Regions from separate parts of the Rattus norvegicus genome. Here region 1 is linked to region 2. Evidence: chromatin contacts called from public Hi-C data. All regions are on one chromosome and are shown on one strand. The core of a region is the stretch at or near the end of the contact, and the rest is flanking DNA. Distances in the headings are between cores, read along the strand shown. Region 1 has its middle 91 kb from the start of Tmem260. Region 2 holds the start of Peli2 (pellino E3 ubiquitin protein ligase family member 2).

Region 1 (2,982 bases), core at 133-2,632, 250 kb after region 2:
CCTGCAACAAGCCATGTTCCCAGACCTCTGCACCCCAGCCTATCACAGTCTTCTTTCTCTTTCTCCTCCTGCCTGCAGACCTCCTACCCAGCACACAAGTGTACACAAGCTCAAGTTACCATGCGTGCATCCTGCGTAGCGTGTCTCAGATATCCTCTCCCCACACCCATTTCCTGTTCCTGAGCTAAGCACTCACACAGGATCTTATTCTGGATGTGTGTAGCTCAAGTTTAGAATTATAGGCAACCTTCCACATCCACTGCGAGTTACCTAACTCACAGACTGATTCATCCATGGATTAAAATGTTTGGAACATTTTTCAGCTGTATATGGGACAACTATGTATTCATATCGTTAGATATGATCAGTGTCCTGGAGATGACTGAAGTACACAGTATAGTCTGTGCCAGCTATATGAAATGTGTTTCCATTTTATATAAGAGCAGCTATACGTCATGGAATCTTTAGAAAGTAATGGAGCCCTAACCCCTAGGAGTTCTAAGGGGCACCTGTATATGTGCATTCAGTTTGTGGCCCTTATTAAAGTATCTGGTTTATGCCAGACATTGTTCTGAATGCTCAAGAATTACTCAACCAATAGAAAAGTAAACTTTAGTATATTTTTACCCAATAGTTTAGATCTACTATTTTTTTTTCAGAGCTGAGGACCGAACCCAGGGCCTTGTGCTTACTAGTCAAGCGCTCTACCACTGAGCTAAATCCCCAACCCTCATTTTTTACTTTGTGTGTGAGTGTTTTGCCTGCATTTGTGTGTATGTACCATGTATATGTCTGGAACCCACAGAAGTCAGAAGAGCACGTCAGATCCCCTGGAACATGGTGGTTGTGAGCCACCATGCAGTGCTGGGTCCACTGGAACAGGAGTCAATGTTCTTAGTGCTGGGCAATCTCTCCAGACCAAACTTGAATATTTTTAAATACCCTAGAAACAGAAAGTTTTAAATTACTCATAGTAATTATATTCTTTTAACCATTACAAGTTAATTTCCACGTTTTCCATTTCAATTCCATCCCCACACTGGGCTCTGTACTTAATGGGAACTGGGACTGCGTCTGTTTTGCTGACGAGTACTGTTAGCCTCCTGGTGATAGGATCTGTCAGGGACTCCACACCTGGGAAACTAATGAACATTCAAATCTGAACACAAGCCAACGAACAAATGAATCATTTTAATACTTGAACCGGCTTACAGGGAACTGTGATACTTTTAATACTTCCAATGTTGTAATAAATGACCAGGGTGGGAAGTGCTCTCTAATCTACAAGGAAGCCTTTCCCTTCTCCATTAACCTGTAGCTCTTCCTGCCGCCCTGCATCTGAAGGAGCAGTTGAACATTGCTGCCATCTTCTGACCAAAGGCAGCACCACAGGAGCTTTTAAAGCCACAGCTCGAATATCAGATCCTCATCACTGCCTCTGAGGAGCTGTGAAAATCTTGCCACTGAGGTCGATCTTTGCCTAATAAAATCATTTGCCAGCTCAGAGGCAAAACAATGCCCATGTTCAGTGTCTGACTCAACTCTCTTTAATCCCTCTACTTCTGCATCCCAGTGCTGTGGTATAAAGCCTTGAATGTGTGAACAACTGCTTTCTATTAGAATATCTGGGGCTCGGTCACTCTGTAGACACTGGATGCTCTTACAACAAACTCCCTTCTCCGAAAAGACTGGTCCTGCTCAACCGTGAGTTTAAGGAACCCACCACACACCTATGCAAGACGCCCACCCCTGCCCTTCCTCCTACTTGCCTTCTCTTTTTCTCTCCTAGCTCCTTCCTCAGCCACCTCTCTTAGTCTCAGCCCCTTTCCCTGCCCCACTCCTCTTTCCTGGAATGTCTATCCAAACTGCTTTGGAGGGACGCTACCTGCATCCTGTTCAGTAAACCTCCGATTGCAAAGGAATCGGAGTTTCCATTTAAGATCTCCTGCCACACCCAATAAATGTATTAAAGAACCTTCTAAAATAAAACACTGGGAGACATTCTGTACATGGTCTTTGAAACTACGTTAAGAAAATTATGACAGATTCCCAGAGCTGTAGGAAACATCTTTAAAATACTGATTTGGAATGAGAGGCTCAGTGGGTAAAGACATTTGGGGCCAAACCTGAAGGCCGAGATTAGATCCTTGGAACCTACGTGGTGGAGGGAGAGAACTGATTCCTGCAAGTCGTCCTCTGACTTCTATACACATGACACGTGTGTACACACGTATGCACTCACACACACACACACACAGGTGCACATACATGGAAAATATTAAACATATTTATTTTTAAGTAAATGTTTGAAAATTATATTCCAAATCTAGCTGTGATACCAGGGGGCCTTTGCATATTTCAGCATCCCAAAAAACTTGACATCTTCCAACAGCCAGAGAGATGAGGTGCATTGAAATGTGTTCATGAGGGTCGCCTAGCTCTGGAGGTCACATGGGCAGGCACGTGATACGGAGACCTGTTCAAACCATAGCCAAGCTTCAGCTTCTCCAAGAGATGTTTCTAGCAGAGTCTGTTTTCAGAGAAATGAAAGTATTGGATAATATAAGAAAACAAAACTGTAGAGCTAAGAAGTTTCTCACTTTCTGATCAAGACAGGGAATCCATTTGTAGCCAGGGTGACCATCTTGTCATGTATATGGGCCTTGTGTGTTGACAAATATCTCCTCACTTGAAGGAGGATTTTGGAGTAGGCAGATGCTAGTTTCTGTTTACTGTTATATACAGCTCCTGACATAGTTCGAATGACTCCTAATTGTCCAAATTAAAGGTTTACTTTTAAACTCATGATTCTGAATAGTCATGTTCAAGGAAAAAAAATTATGTTTTAAGTAGCAAACTTCCATTGTGAAGGAGAAAATGAAAACAAAAAAGCATCAGTTTCTCTGATTTTATATTCAGAAGCCACACCAATGTACTCCTCTCTGATTTACGGGGCATACTGCCCTTCTGCGCCTGCCACAA
Region 2 (2,944 bases), core at 25-2,524:
ATTTTCATAACAGAGAAAAGCACAGAGGATAAGCTGGATAGCTAGTTGCCTTCAGTCTAAGAATAGAATTTCTGTAATTAGCGGAAATAAGGTAATTGTTTAATAAAGTTTATTTTTGGCTCATCAATAGCGGAGTAATTTATCTCCAAAGCCTCAATTAAAAGAAGAAAAGCCAGTTACTAACTGAAGTAAAATTCCAGAAAGCGTCATGTCACTACAGTAATAGCCTGTCAGAGAGCGACACATGCACGATGCTGAGCAGTAGAATGGAAGGCTACCCGTGCAATTATTTCTTTTTTAGCTTTTTACTTAGAGTCATAGCCTAAGTGTGTGTGTGTGTGTGTGTGTGTGTGTGTGTGTGTGTGTGTGTGTACACTCGCTGTTTATACACTGGGTAGCTTTTGCAGTATTTATTTCTTTAAATATTTAACAGTCTGGAAAGGCAGTGACAGGAATAATATGTAGTGTCTCTAGCATGTTGCAAGGGCTTAATAAATGCTAGAATAATAAATTCCTCTATGATGAAAAACAGCAGTCAGTAAAACTATCACAGCCCACAATATTTTAAAGACACAGCAACATAAAAAAATCATAAAATACAAACGGTGCCTTGATTAAGCCCTGGAAAGAAAGGAACATTTGTATTCATTAAAAAAAAAAATCAGCCTAGGTAATTCCCTTTTAAATTCCCCAGGGGGTTGAAAGAAGGGACAGAGATGTGAATAAGGGATTAAAAGTAACTTTTCACTTTTCTTTTCCCTTTTTCCTTTCCTCCTTCTCTCTCTCTCCTTTCTTTCCTCCCTTCGTTCTTTCTCTTGGTACACCCCGTGAAATGGTGGGGAGCTCTTGGGGTTCTTCGATTATCCCACCCACCCCCACCCATGGGCAGATTCTTTCTCCTTTCAAGCCCCCCCTCAAAGGCTTGGCTTTGAAAGCAGACACCCCCAGATCAGGGCGCGCAGCACCCTGAGCTGGGGGCGGGGAGGGGCAAGACGCCTGGCTTCCAAGCAGGCGGGGCCAGGAGCCCCGGGCACGCGGCTGAGGACGAAGACCCCGCGCTCCAACTTTCCACAGGAAGTGAGGAGAAAAACAGAGCTGCCCCTTTAAGGGCTTCCCTTCCCCTTTACTCTATGTTTACATAACACGGGGCGCTCGCGGGCCGCGGGGGCTGGCGGGCGGGGGCCGCGGGAGCGCGGAGGCGCGGGCGGCGGCGCGGCCGTCCCACCTGCCCGGCCCGCTCAGCCCCCCGGCGGCGCGCGCTCCTCCTCCCGCGGGGCTCCGGTCGCCGCTCGCATTCCTAGTCCGGTCCCGCTCGCAGCGGCGGAAGAGCGTGTAGCTCCGGGGAAGCCGGCGGGCGACGCTCGCAGCCACGACGGAGCAGCCGCGGGACTGGCCGCCCCGCGCCCCGTTCGCCGCCGTGCCGTTTCCCGGCGCGCTCACCCCGTTCTCGGGATGGGAGTGTAGCGGCGGCGCGGACTCGGCGGGGATCGCGGCGGAGGCGGCTGCGGCGGCGGCCGAGCACGGCTCCATGTTTTCACCCGGCCAGGAGGAACCCAGCTCCCCCAACAAGGAGCCGGTGAAATACGGGGAGCTGGTGGTCCTGGGGTGAGTTGAGGACGCGGGCGGCGGGGCGTCGCGGAGGGATGCGCTCCTGAGGGCCCGGGTCCCCGGGGCGCTCGTTGCTGCGGCCCGGAGGGCGCTCCTGCACCGCGCGGGGTCGCTCGGTGCAGCCGGGAGCCCGTGGCCGCTGGGGACTTCTCGTTCCTGAGGACCGCGAACGCGGAGCCCTGTCCCCGGAGCCCAGAGCCCAGTCCGCGGGGGTTAAGCATTGTTCCAGTCTGTGACCCGGGCGGCCGGCTGGCCTCCGCTTCTTTGGCGCCGGGAGTGAGATCGGCCAAGGGCCTGGACCTGGTCCTGGTTTTCCCGGGTCCTCTCAACAACGTTTCCCGGATCCCCCGGGTGTCCATACCTCTTGGGTCTCCGTACCCCTTGATCCCCTTACCCCTGGGGTCCCTGCACCCCTCGAGCCTCGGCCTTGCCGATGCCCCCGCCAGCGGCGGGGAGCTCGCCACCCTGCCCGCCTTGGCTTCCACTCCGCTGGTAAAAATCACATTGTGAAGATAGTAATTATCCACAATCGTTAAACGGCAGCAATTAAGAGACTTCATCTACTTCCCGAGTTTCCTTGTGACATTTCTATTGTTTACCCTTAATAAACCCGGAGGGAGGCTTCGCAGGATTAAAGCAGGTTAAAGTGGGCAATGAAAAGGGTGTGGGTGGGGGAGGCGGAAAGTGCAGGAAACTCGGCGCTGGAGCAACTTGGGTTTAGTGCTGCAGGGGAAGGATTGTTTTCCCTTTGGATGTGCCGCTCTGGGGAACCCGCGCTTTTGTCCTCTGTTGAAAGATCTGTATTCAGACCCACACGGGTGCTGATGGGTGGACTTAGAGACACGCGAGGAAGCGACCCCCCCTCCCCCACCAGCAGAGACTCAGGGAACTCTGAGAAACGTGTTTTGATTACTACCTCGAAGTAAGTGCCGACTTAAAAAAAAATTTTTTTTAAAGACTTAAGCTCGTCGTCTAAAGTTTCCTAGCCTTCCTCATTTTGTTGCTAGCATTTCTGCGGGGGGGTAGCACTGGAAACACCGTTGCTTATTTGGAAGCTCAGCAGTCGAACGCCTTCCGCACCTGCATGGGAATTGCTTGCGCTTAGGAGACAGATGTCAGAGTTCGCTGGGAAGAGGAGGGGATAAGAGGGGAGTGGGGGCGGGGGGGAGCCACAGTTTAGTCTGTCTTATGTAACTTCAGCCCAGCCAGATTTTGTGGAGTTTGGTTTTGTTTATGTGGCTGGCTTCAGACTATGCTTAACACTGTGGATTTGACACAGAAGATTATGCCAGAGCCATTTCATTATTTCCTTTTGAGGCAATCTTCTGGGGTGTTT

Evidence for each region. A called contact is a pair of places that touch in the nucleus more often than the background predicts.
Region 1: a contact with region 2 is called in a Hi-C map of Schwann cells, with 7 times the contacts expected there. The contact joins the enhancer-like site here to the promoter of Peli2 in region 2. A contact is called at or near these places in 6 of 12 Hi-C or Micro-C datasets (Schwann cells, frontal cortex, hepatocytes and 3 more) and 1 of 1 datasets of contacts at active chromatin or transcription factors (oligodendrocytes).

Annotation. Positions count from the first base shown.
Region 1 is chr15:24,121,284-24,124,265 of GRCr8, forward strand. No RefSeq gene overlaps it. Among named protein-coding and RNA genes, the nearest start is that of Tmem260, 91 kb to the right of the region's middle. Within about 2 kb of position 1,383, at least 1 of the 93 cell types and tissues checked has an H3K27ac peak or open chromatin away from gene starts, as enhancers often do. A contact at or near this core is called in Schwann cells, where this site is marked.
Region 2 is chr15:23,871,710-23,874,653 of GRCr8, forward strand. Peli2 (pellino E3 ubiquitin protein ligase family member 2) reads left to right here and starts at 1,275. Exons shown (of 6, transcript NM_001107259.1): 1 at 1,275-1,605. The coding sequence starts at 1,529.